Linked DNA regions of Mus musculus: regions 1 and 3 are each linked to region 2. A link is a contact called in public Hi-C and promoter capture Hi-C data. All regions are on one chromosome and are shown on one strand. Each heading gives the region's core, a stretch centred on a gene start, on an enhancer-like site or on the middle of the called end of the contact. The rest is flanking DNA. Distances are from core to core; before and after follow the strand shown.

What was found. Promoter capture Hi-C pulls out the DNA fragments that hold promoters and counts their contacts. A called contact is a pair of places that touch in the nucleus more often than the background predicts.
Region 1: a contact with region 2 is called in a promoter capture Hi-C map of liver, with 4 times the contacts expected there. The contact joins the promoter of Atf4 here to the promoter of Ndufa6 in region 2. A contact is called at or near these places in 2 of 39 promoter capture datasets (liver and pre-B cells) and 1 of 9 other capture datasets (adipose tissue).
Region 3: a contact with region 2 is called in a Hi-C map of B cells, with 6 read pairs. The contact joins the promoter of Nup50 here to the promoter of Ndufa6 in region 2. A contact is called at or near these places in 1 of 39 promoter capture datasets (the 3T3-L1 cell line), 1 of 484 Hi-C or Micro-C datasets (B cells), 1 of 115 datasets of contacts at active chromatin or transcription factors (double positive thymocytes) and 1 of 9 other capture datasets (liver).

Annotation. Positions count from the first base shown.
Region 1 is chr15:80,253,258-80,257,603 of GRCm38.p6, reverse strand. It overlaps Atf4 (activating transcription factor 4), which reads right to left and starts at 2,420. Exons shown (of 3, transcript NM_009716.3): 1 at 1,919-2,420; 2 at 1,083-1,397; 3 at 59-970. The coding sequence starts at 1,305. The coding sequence ends at 144. It overlaps Mief1 (mitochondrial elongation factor 1), which reads right to left. Exons shown (of 6, transcript NM_178719.5): 6 at 4,233-4,346.
Region 2 is chr15:82,351,383-82,355,652 of GRCm38.p6, reverse strand. Ndufa6 (NADH:ubiquinone oxidoreductase subunit A6) reads left to right here and starts at 1,362. Exons shown (of 3, transcript NM_025987.3): 1 at 1,362-1,572. The coding sequence starts at 1,425.
Region 3 is chr15:84,921,742-84,925,590 of GRCm38.p6, reverse strand. Nup50 (nucleoporin 50) reads right to left here and starts at 2,163. Exons shown (of 8, transcript NM_016714.2): 1 at 1,941-2,163.

The sequences.
Region 1 (4,346 bases), core at 1,171-3,670, 2.1 Mb after region 2:
CTAACCCAGGAACGTCTGCAGTTAAGTCTATTACAAAGAATGACACTGAAAACCCACATAGGTACTTTCACTACAAAATAATTTATTACAGCAAACACAGCAACACAAGACTATGTACAAGCACAAAGCACCTGACTACCCTATTACGGAACTCTCTTCTTCCCCCTTGCCTTACGGACCTCTTCTATCAGGTCTTTCAGATACTGGATCTCCTTGGCCAGAGAATCTGCCTTCTCTTTCAGAGCCTCATTCTTTTTTTCTAGCTCCTTACACTCGCCAGTGAGGGCCTCCTGCTCAGCCCGCTTCTTCTGGCGGTACCTAGTGGCTGCTGTCTTGTTTTGCTCCATCTTTTTCAGCTTCTTATCCAATTTCTCAGTCTTCACTTTAGCTGTCAAACTAACTCCAGGTGGGTCATAAGGTTTGGGCCGAGGAGACCCACGGGAACCACCTGGAGAAGGCAGATTGTCTGGTGGGGCCCTGGAGGTGGAGGGGCTATGCTGGGGAGAGCCCAGGTAGGACTCTGGGCTCATACAGATGCCACTGTCATTGTCAGAGGGAGTGTCTTCCTCCTTTACACATGGAGGGATTAGAGTAATGTAAGCAGCAGAGTCAGGCTTCCTGTCTCCTTCAGAGATATCAACTTCACTGCCTAGCTCTAAACTAAAGGAATGCTCTGGAGTGGAAGACAGAACCCCTGGGGAACAGGGGAAAGGCTGCAAGAATGTAAAGGGGGCAACCTGGTCGACTTTTATTAAACTTTCTGGGAGATGGCCAATTGGGTTCACTGTCTGAGGGGGCTCCTTATTAGTCTCTTGGACTAGAGGGGCAAAAAGATCACATGTGTCATCCAACGTGGTCAAGAGCTCATCTGGCATGGTTTCCAGGTCATCCATTCGAAACAGAGCATCGAAGTCAAACTCTTTCAGATCCATTTTCTCCAACATCCAATCTGTCCCGGAAAAGGCATCCTCTGGGAAAAGAAATTCAGGTGTGAACGGTTCATGTCATATTCGGGAGGCAGAAAGCCATTAGAACACCAGATCCATATGAAAAGGGCACACCAGGACAGCCGTCCTACTCACCCTTGCCGGTGTCTGAGGCACTGGCCAAGCCATCATCCATAGCCGGCCATTCCGAGGAGCCCGCCTTGTCGCTGGAGAACCCATGAGGTTTCAAGTGCTTGGCCACCTCCAGATAGTCATCTAAGAGACCTAGGCTTTCTTCAGCCCCCAAACCCGACTGGTCGAAGGGGGACATCAAGTCCCCCGCCAACACTTCGCTGTTCAGGAAGCTCATCTCGGTCATGTTGTGGGGCTTTGCTGGATTCGAGGAATGTGCTTAACTCGAAGGTATCTTTGTCCGTTACAGCAACACTGCTGCTGGATTTCGTGAAGAGCCTGGATGGGGACCCAAAAGCAAGTCCAGTCATCTTTCTATCTAAGATGCCGGATGGCCAAATCCCAGAAGCGTCTACAGGGAGAGCACGCGGGCCCAAGGCCATTGTGTAAGCCTCCCCGGCCGCCAGCTCGGGTTGCACAAGATGGAGGCTTAGCTTTGCTTCACCGGCCACCCAGAGGAAGCAGCTTGTCCTCGCGTCCTAATACGGCCAAGGCCGCCGCGCCCCGCCCCCGTGACTCACACCCCCGCCCCACCGCCATCTTGGGCATCGCCACGTTCGCAGGATGACACGGGGACCCCGGTGAGCCCGAGATGATTAAGCTAAGACAGGACGAAGGGGCAGCAGTAGCGCTTTAGACACTCCTCCGCCCAGCTCTGCCCGGGAGCGCCGGCGTCGCAGGCAACGCAAACAAGGCCGACGCGTCCGGCCGCTTGTAAAACCGCGTGTGCCGGCCACCGCGCCCGGGCCGCACCCAACCACAGCGAGGCCCCCGCCCTCCGCGGCCGGCCCCATACTCACGCCATGGCTTAGGCCGGTGGGGGTTGCCGCTGCAGAGCCTGGTGCTGCTGCCGCCGCTGCAAAGGCCAACGCTGCCGCAGGCACTGCTGCCTCTAATACGCCATGGTGGCCGCAAGCCCTGCGGGAGGGGAAGAGGAAAGGGACACCCGAGCACACAACTTAAACCGGCAGACAGCAAGCAGAAATGGCGGCGGCACGCCCTAAACCCGCCCTTTATAGCCTCGGCCAGGGACGCAGCACACCGCGTATCCTCCCACTGTGGTCACGTGATCCTACCGCAGCGCCACCAAACCGCCTCTCACTGACGCCCTCGCCCGCCCCAACCCTTCTCCGCTGTGCTCGGGGGGTAACTGTGGCGTTAGAGATCGTCCTAAAGGCCCCATGAGAGAAAAGTGCACTACTTTATAGGTTGACGACCAGCCGCGGTCTGGTTCCGGAGCGCGGAGGGATCGCTCGTTGACGAATTTCCGGTGTCTTACAAGGCGGGGTGGGACACCTAGCCAAAGCTCTGACGGTCAAAGCCGAAGCTGCCAGGTTATCACGCGAGACGCCGTCGGAGCGCGCGTCGAGCTGATTGGCCCAGGCGTGGCGAGTCACCTAAACCTCAAGTTCCTATTGGCTCTGCACCTGGGCGCTCTAGGATCAGGGGTCTGCGTGGAAAGGGAGGAGCCACCAGAGGTTCCGGGCGCCAGACTGTCACACCTGCCATCTCTTGTCAGATGTGATCCATGTGTATTTGCTCTCTCCGGCATCGCTCCGCACCGAGCAAACAGCTTCCAGGCGTGACCTTTGGGCTGGAAGCCATCTTTTCATGTATTTGTTGTTTCCAGAACCGAGTGGGCAGGCTTCAGGCATGTGGAGAGACCCTTCTGAGTTAGCTGGTCCAAACCTTCAGCTTCCTGTCAGTCCTGGGACAGGGACGGCACTTGGAGGCAGGGCGTTCGTGTTGGGGTCTTCTTGGGAGATATTCCGGTTCCTCCAGTTCAGCGATTTCCCCTGAACCGGGGAAACATGCCTAACCTCAGGTCTAACCTCCTATGCCCATCCTCCCATCATAGAGGCCCTCACTGCCGGTTTGTATAGGGTCAGTTCCCTTAAGATCAGGTTTATTCAGTTGGCTCTCAAGCCTTAACTTCCAGGTATCACCTTCCCAAGAAGTCATCCTGATGAGTGAGCCTGCCGCCTAAGTGATCGGGAGCCCCAGGTACTGGTCAAGGCCTCACCATAAAGGATGCTGTTTTGAGAGTGCTGAGAGGCTCTTTCCAACTCCAGCCTGGAAATCTTAAAAAGAGTTTCCACTTCTGTTTAAGTGACTCACACAAATACCACTCAACTGGCACAGTGCCTGCCACTTACTGCTCAGTGATTATTTGCAAGCCTTGTACAACCCAACCCTAGCGCTCGGGTACCATAGTTCAAGGTCGTCCTTGATTATATGATTGATTGCTATTTATTAATTCGAACCTAACTCTCCAGTCCCTATATCCCTAACTCCATCCTCCTTCCTCAGAGGAGCCTTTATTATTGTTTACTGAGACGGAACCAACCATAAAACACGAGGCCTACATAATGAGATGTTTTTATACCCAAAGAAGTCACAAGTGCATGTGCACACATACAGAAGTTACCTAGTCTTTCCATGCAAAAGCAACAAAAGGGTAACTATGTCCTCTCTTTGCTCTGGAAACCAAAACAGCAGCCACACTGCTACATTAAGTGGACATCCCTTACAAGTTTCTGTCCCCTAAGCATAATGTACCCTGCAAACCATGGTTTTTAACCTATGCTGAGTTCCTAACTCTATGATGTATGCCCACCCCTTGCTTTGCTAAACTCCTGAACCTGTGATACATGACTGCCTTTTGCTATACAAAAACGTGCCTCCCCAGAAACCTTCCACGTGGTGTAAGCTTGCACTTCTTTTTCTGGCCTCCTTTCTAACAGCCAATTATCCTAGCAGCTGTTTTCTATCACATGTATCTACCCTGCAGGCAGCCTGGAGTCCCCCCACTCTTCTGTTAGGGTGCTAACAACCAATTATCCCAACAGCTGTTTTCTATCAACCCTAATGCTTTCCCATAAGAGTCTCCAAACAGCCAGTGAGGGGCTGTTTGGCTGGCCAAAGCTTGCTTAACCAGTCATGGAAATTTTTTCTCAGCTCTAACAAGGCTCCTGACCATACAGGTTGGCCATACAGAAGTTTAAAATTATTGACACTAGAGATCCCAGGAGAATGTCTGGTGGCTTCTTTTCCCCCGTCGTATTCCTAGCACCGATGTAAGAATATACCTGATACCACATAGACACGTCAGAGTTGTTGGAAAGGAGATTTTTATTTTCTTCTTCCCATGCTGCAGAAGACGCTGATTTCACCAGTTCAATTTCTCTCCTTCAAGGAGAAGGAGGATAAAGGTTCTCTGGGCCTTAG
Region 2 (4,270 bases), core at 113-2,612:
AAAAATCAATAATGTGGTGGTTTGGGCCCCATAAGTTCATGTGTTTGAATGCTAGGTCCCTAGTTAGTGGAACTGTTTTGGGAAGGACTAGGAGGTGTGGCCTTGTTGGAGTATGTGGCCCTTGTTGAAGATGTGTCACTAGAAGTGACTAGAGGCCGGCCCAGTCTTTCTCTATTGTAAGACCTCAGCTGCTGCTTCAAGGCCACTCATGCCTGCCTGCTGCCATGCTCTCCTCCATGAGAGTTTAAATGCTGTGTGCTGAGCATATCTGTGTGCATTGTACTTTGACTGGAAGTACTGTTTGTTCAAATCACCACAAAAATATCCATAAAAGCATGGTGCACTTACTATATTAGAATGTCGTTAGGCAGCAATTCTTCAGCTTTTATTTATATAGCAGCGAATATATATAGATATATACCATAGAGTATAGATATAGATTAGATACAGAGGTAGATATAGCTTCCATGGTTTGGGATGTAAAATCCCTAGTCTAAAATGGAAATGATTAGGCTAGGTGAAGTAGCACTAAGGAGACTGAAGCAGGGGAAATGTGGAGTGCAAGGTCAAATGTAACTGCGGGGCTGGAGAGATGCCTCAGTGAGTGCTTAAGCACTCTAACTGCTCTGCCAAAGGACCTGGGCTCAATTCCCAGCTCCACAAAGCAAATCATAACCGTCGGTCCCAGAGGAATCCATAGCCTTCTTTTGGCCTCCATGGACTCCAAAAAGCACACGTGGCGCACACCTATACAAACATCCAAAACACCCACACACATTTATTTACAAAAAGGCAACCGCAAGTGCTGTGGGCACAAACCTGCAGAGGCAGAGAAATCACTGCAAGCTCTGAGGCCAGCCTGGCTGGTCTACGTAAGTGAGTTCCAGGCCAGGCGCAGTGAGACGACAACTCAAAACAATGGCATGAAGTAAGTAAACAAACGGGGCTGAGAAACGCCAAAAAGCTCAAGCCAGAGGCGCTTTTGCGATCGACACCATGTCTACAAGAAAACGGTTTTCCGGAAGCACATACACAATATGCTCAGCAGTACGCACTGTTGCTGCGGAAAGACTGCCATTGCCGCCTGGCACCGTTATCTATGCCCGAGGTCTTCTCCTCCGAGCCTGCCAACCACGGCGCCTGGCTGAAGGAACAAACTTTTGGTAAGAGCAGACAGAGCGCCTCACCGCTGCCTGAAGCCTCGACGCTGCGCCTCCTGGTGGTTCCTCAGCGCCGCCGTTGAACGAGCCAACCCCGGATCGGTGTTTCCGCGGTAGAGCATGCGCATTGCAGAGCCCGAGGCTTCCAGCCAATCAGAGAGCCCTAGTCCAGTCAGTCCTTCCCTCTGCACTGCAGGAGGCACGGCAGCGAGTCCCGTGGCACCGCGCGTGCGCACGCTGAAGGGGCGGGGCTTCCTCGGCAAGATGGCGGCCGCGGCCACCGGCCTGCGCCAAGCTGCTGCTGCGGCAGCCAGTACCTCGGTGAAGCCCATTTTCAGTCGCGACCTGAACGAGGCCAAGCGGAGGGTGCGCGAGCTCTACCGCGCTTGGTATCGGGAGGTGCCGAACACCGGTGAGAGGCAGGGGTGCATTCGGGGCGCCGGAGGCACCTGCCCAAGGTCTCTCGGCCGAGCTGAGGTCACGTAGTGGGACAGAAACGAGCCCTGGGCTTCGGGGGAAGGGGGTCACCCGAGCCAGAGTGCCCCACACCGGGACAGGGCTTCCGAGCGCCCCAGTTGCTTTGGTGGCCTTTGTTCCTTATTTCTTATGGAGCCCCTGGGAGGGGCGTCCGCGGTCCTGAGCTAGCCCCGGGTGCTTCTTGAACCCAGCTTTACAGTTCCAGAGAAGGTTCTAGATGCCCATTCGATTTTGTAACTAAAGTGGCGAAGGGCTTTAGCAGTTATCTGTTACTTAGTCTGGAGAACAAACTGCATCACGAGAGGGAAACGACTTGACGAAGGTCACCCAGTAGCTGCCTGCTGCCCTTTGAAGCCTCCAGACGAAATGGCCCCTCAGAGCTCCCCAGCTTTGCTCACTAGATCAGCTTGCCCCAGAATTTTGAAGTCTAACCCCCTTCTGCTGCAAAACACGCCTTTTCCCGTAGGTGGGAGAATCTAGTCTGTTCACCTGAGTGGCGAGTGTGAATCTGCAATCTTGGTTGTCTCCCTCAATGCTGCCACTGTAGTGGATTTTAAAAGGGGGTTAGCGAGAGTTCAAATGTCCTACATATGTCAGGGACATCTTTTGTTGTTGAGTAGACATGTATTTAACTTGAGCTGATCTGAGGGGAAAGGCGTTTTCCAATGAGTAACAACAGCTCCACAGCACGCCTCAGCACTGCTTGAGAGGCAGCCACACTGTCCTCAGTTTCGACCTTTATTAGCTGTGTGACCTTGGGTAAGATTTTTCACCGGTATTTGCTCATCTGTGAAATGGCCATAATACTGTCTTCTTCCGGGAGTTACTGTATTAAATAGGTTACTTAAGTAACTGATATAAAACTCGGGGGAGGCACTGATGGGAGAAGATTCCTCTTAGTTATTAGAACACAGACTGGAGAAAAAACAAAACAAAAAAACCATGCCCACCTCAGGCTGGAGTTTACCTGACAGTAGTTATAATACTGCACCCTTCAGTCTCTGGGCCTGATGCTTCACAAATACTAAGATTCTGAGTGACGGGTTCTGTCTCAACTTAAACTTGTCTCAGTTTGTCATTGTACAGTTCTTTCCTGAAATCCCTGTGTGCGCACTGACCTTGGTGACAGCTCTCTCAGAACCTAGCCTAGTGTTCACCATTTCTGCAATCACTGAATTGGAGTATAACAAAAGATTCAAACCTGATTTAGACACAGCATGATTTTGTCTGTGTTTTTGTGACTTTTTGTTGTTTTGTTTTTCTGAGACAGCGTCTCACATTGTAGCCTTGGCTGGCCTGGAACTTGCTACGTAAACCAGGCAGGCCTTGAACTCAAAGAGCCATCTGCCTCTGTGCTACCACACCGGGCTTGGTTTTGTTTTTGGGTGTTGTGTTTTGGTTTGGTTTGTTGTTTTTTGTTTTTTTGAGACAGGGTTTTTCTGTATAGCCCTGGCTGTCCTGGAACTCACTTTGTAGACCAGGCTAGCCTCGAACTCAGAAATCCGCCTGCCTCTGCCTCCCGAGTGCTGAGATTAAAGGCGTGCGCCACCATGCCCAGCACTGTTTTTGTTTTTGTTAAGGTTTTGCCTCAATTCTGGGATTAAAGGCATCTGCCACCATGGTTGGCTGATTGCAGTTTTATAGATCAGAGTGGACATGTCACAAGAATGGCCAGTGCACAAGGTATCTTCACTAAATGAATATACTGACCTCTGTAGCCAGAATGTTTAACACCTAGTGATCCTTTTGTATCCTTGGTGTCCTCAGCAAATCTGCCGAAGGCTGAGTGTCAGGGGATGGGTGACTAAAGCCTGCTTTTCTCTTTTGAAACAAGATCTTGCTGTGGATTCATAGCACCATACACAGCCACGGCAAACCTCCAGCCTGTAGGCTGGGTTTACAGTCCTGTTACCACTAAGTCCAGTTTACAACCTAATCTCCAAAGGACACCCATGTAGCACATTAAGTTCAGTCACCTGAGTTTGTGCCACTGTTTAGCCACTGACTTAATAGATTGGTGAATACTGTGACTTTTTAAATGTATTTTATTACTTTTTAAAGTTGTGTGTGTGTGTGTGTGTGTGTGTGTGTGTGTGTGTGTGTGTGTGTGTGTGTGTGTATGGGAGGGTGCAGGTAAATCCCAAGTGTCCGCAGAGGTCAGAGGCATGGGTGGGTCCCTGGAGCTGGAGTTACAGGGTTTTTGAGTTGCCTGACATGGTTGCTGGGGATTGGAAAGGCGATGCTGAGCCACCTCTCAGCCTCCTCCCTTTTTAAGGGAAGAGAAGTTTATTGTGTTCGGTTTCAGTCCCTTATCTGGGGGTGGTGGTGCAGGGTGGTGTGACTCATGGCTCCACAGTGGCAGCCTTGTATCTTGTTTGCAGTCATAGGTGACTGTCCCACTCTCAGTTAAGGCTTAGAGTCATGTCCTTCCCCAGGTTGTCTGATGGTTTGATTACAGCCTTCCCTCCCTGTGCAAACTCTTGGCAGTACCCCTTAGCTCCCAAATTCATATAGTACTTAACACCTACACATTATTTTACAGAGATTTCAACTCTGGTGCCTTTATTCTTGCTGGTTATTCCATATAAAAATAATATGGTAGTATATTTTATATCCCATATAAAAACAATATT
Region 3 (3,849 bases), core at 914-3,413, 2.6 Mb before region 2:
GCAGTAGGTACTCCTTCCTGATACTTTCTCCATTCATTTACCCTCAGCACAACATCCCACCAGAGTAGGCCTGGAACAGTCATTAGATACAAACTTACCCATCGCTTAATGCTCTACAGCAGATTAGCAACTACAGAGTAAGTTTGAAATCATAAATTCCAAAGCCTTCCAATATCTGACGTGCAGGGCTCCAGCTTTCGAAACATTCCAACCTTTTACATTTTTCTCTTACAGGCACGTTTTCTGATTACAGAATGAATGATTTTAAAAATGAAGATTCTAAAATATACAGCATGAGTTTTAATAAATATCAGTAACTGGGAACCGTCTCTTTTTAACTCCTCTCCCAAACCGCTGCAAAATTAATCTTATCAGAAATAGCGTTCTTTACAGAACTGTTCACAGGTGAGGTCTCTGGATCCCTAGGGAAATTTTTCTAATCATTACCTAACATCACCACCAGAGGGCAAAAGAGGTAAGCAGTGACCCTGCTAGATTTACTGTTTTAAGATGTGGACAAAAGGAATAGTGGGAAACGCATTTAAACTGTCTAGCTCAGACTTGAAACTAAAGAGTACCTGACAGACTAAAACAAACGAATGCTGCCGCTGCCATTTCACACTTTACTCAGATGAGTCAGAGGCCAGGAATTCTAGTTTTGTTTCCTGATGACTCTAAAATGTCCCAAACCTACCTGGCTCATAGATCTGTTGTTGATTCAGTGGTCCGAGGCATTACTTATTTGAGAAAATACAAGATGCTATTGCTAGCTTCCAGGACAAGCTGAGCGAGCCTGGGCAATCGGGTTTGGCGAATGATTATCTGTGGGACAGAGGGACTGCTATGAAAACTAAGATGGCATAGCTTAGAAGAGTGCCTCAAACAGAGGAAGTGTCCTGTCAAAATAGTAACAAAAATAACCCCTATTTTTACTCCAAAACTCAAAAGCTGTAGAGGGAAAAGTAACTACTACTATAGGCTAAACTTTTAAAACACATTTCACCAACCCGGGTGATGGTAGAGGGAGGCTGAAGCAGGATGACAGTTTGAGGCCAGTCTAAGCCATAGAACAAGTTCAAGGCCAACATAGGAGATACATACTTTTTTTTTTAAAGCACCAAATACCTACTTATTTCACATTCCATAGTTAAACACAACTCTGCAAATTATCTGGAACAAGGCCTGGCACTTGAGACTTATCTGCCAGCTATTATTGTTGTTATTAAAGCTTTTCTGTTTTATTTTTCTTTTAAAGCGGTGGGGACAGGATCCAGGGTCTCGTACGTACTAGATAAGCTTCTACCAATATGTTACCGGGGAAATTTAATCCCTGTAATAAATGACTTACAACAGCTGCCCGGAAGACTTTGCCAAATGTCTGCGTTTGTGGGTAAAATGGCTCCACGAAATGCTTTTAAGATATGAAGCTAGGAAGTTGCCGGGGGACGGGGTGTGTGTGTGTGTTGACAGGGGATGGTGATGGTGTGTGTGTGTGTGTGTGTGTGTGTGTGTGAATTATTCACGATCGGGCCGCTTCCTGCGGTGTGCGCACCCGCACAACTCTGCGGTCAAGAGATGACTTTCACAGGAAAACACCAGGAGCCGATCGAGGTCACTATAACGCCCCGGAAAAGCCCAAACCTCAAAAGTGGCCCTGGACGAACCCGGGTGACCAACGGCCTGGAAACTCGGTGAGGGCACCGGGGGACCGAACAGCCGGGGAGACGACATGTAAGGGGCGAAGGCCAGCCAGGGTTGGGCCAGGGCGGCCCTGCCACCGCCGCCTACCTCCGCTGGGGCCGAGGCCCGCGCTCAGCCGAGCCTTCCACTGCCAGGCGGCTCGCCCGGCAGGCCCGGCCCGGTCCGGCTTCACAAACAGCCCGCCGCGTCGCCAAGGCGGCCGCCGCCCCGCCCTCCTGGCCTGCCCGGCCCTCACCTACCTTGACTGCCGCCGCCGATCACGCTGGAGTCCCGGCGCCGCGGCGAGCAGGGCCGAGGCGGCGGTCGCGGCCGCTGGGAGATTCCGGTGCGTCGAGCGCCTCCGGGAACTTCGTGATCAGCAGAACTCGGGAGCCGTGTGTCTCTGAGTCCGACACTGAGGACAAGAAGAGACATCCGCTCAGCCCGAAGCTGCTACAGAACGGTGAAGAGAGCGCCCGGGGCCGCCATCTTGTAACTCGAATGGACGCCTCCGAACCAATCGGAGGGAAAAGAGAGGGGGAGGGGGAAGAGGCAAGCGACGCCCGCATCCAGCTACTGCGCATGCGCGTCGGAGCCTCCGCCGCCGGCCCCTTCTCCTGAGGGCCACTTGGGTCGCGCGGCGCATGCGCAAGCCCGCCCTAGAAACAGTCGCCGGGAGGACCATTGGAGCTCGCGCGTGCGCACAGGGAGCGCGGGCAGCGGGCCGGGAGCCAAAGCCACTGTCAAACGCGGGTTAAGCACGTTGGTCACGTGTCGGCCGCCGTCCCAGTTTGAGGAGGTTCGCGCGCCAATCGCTGCCGAGACACTAGCGGGAGGCGTTGTGGTCAGTGACTTTGGAGGCCTCCGATGGTGTGGTGGGTGGCTGAGGAGACTGGCCGTGGATCTGGGGGGAGCACGAGGCGGGTGCAACGTGATTCTCACGTGGACGGGCCTTGGGGAGGGTGGATCTCAGTCTGCGGAGACTTGGAAGCTTGTGGTAGCTCTTCCCGACATGGGGCTGGAGAGCCCTGCGGGACGGACTCTAAAGGTCACCTGCCCCAATTGCTGCTTTATGATAGATGTCCACAGATTTCCTCGTTGGGAGCTGTAAATTTGCCCCAAGCTGCAGGACCAGCTAGGGCCCACAGGAGATGAAGTCCCCGGAGGGATTCAGCTGCGGGACGAACCGTATGCGTCCTGGACCAGGACTCGTGTTTTGTGTGCTTTTAGCTGACTACAGCACTCTAAAGCGGTTCAGTTGTTTAAGAAGGGATTCCGGTTGGTCTAATTCTTCTGCTTGAGTTTTAACGAGAATGTGAACCAGAATGTCAGACCCATCCTTAACCATCCGGAAACGGGTCTCAGAGAAACTAGCATTTCTAGAGCAATAGTTCCAAACTTTTGAGAGAGGACAAAGGGGGTTCCAAGGGAGAAGTCAAGTCCCTTATTTTCAGGGTGTTTCATCCATCGATCTGCAAGAACTGCAAAAGGAGACTAGCTGGCACGGTGGTAGAGTACTTGGCTAGCACGAGGAAAGCCCTAAATTCAGTTCCCCCAGATCCAGCAGAGTGAAAGAGAAAAAGCCAGATCGCATTTAATGCACACATTTGTTCTTGATTCAACTGACTGCCAATGAAGTGTCTTCTGAAAATTTGTGTTAAATACATGCAAGGTATTTTTCTTGTCATTCTCTACACATTTCAGCTATGTCGTTAACGTCATATTTAGTGCTATAAGTACTCCAGAGATAATTTAAGTATCTGAAGTCAGTCAGGTCATGGGCATTTTCAACTAAAGTCACAGTTACTGGAAGGCTGAGGCAAGAGGATCAGCCCAGGCCAGCCAGAGTAACAAGAAGATCCTCATTAATACAGACCAGACCCACAATCACAGCTATTCAGACAGTTGAGGCAGGAGAATCAAAACTTTAAGGCCTATTCTGGGCCACAGATAAAATTCAAATCTATGTTGAGCGTGCCTGAGCAACTTAGACCCTCTCCCAAAAATAAATAAAAATACAAAACTGGCTGGTCATAGTGGTGCTCATTTTAATCCCAGTACTTGATTAAATCCCAGTACAGAGGCAGATCTCTGAATTCCAGGCTAGCTTGATCTTCATAGTTCCAAGATGGCCAGCCTCACATATTGAGACCCTGTCTCAAAAGCAAA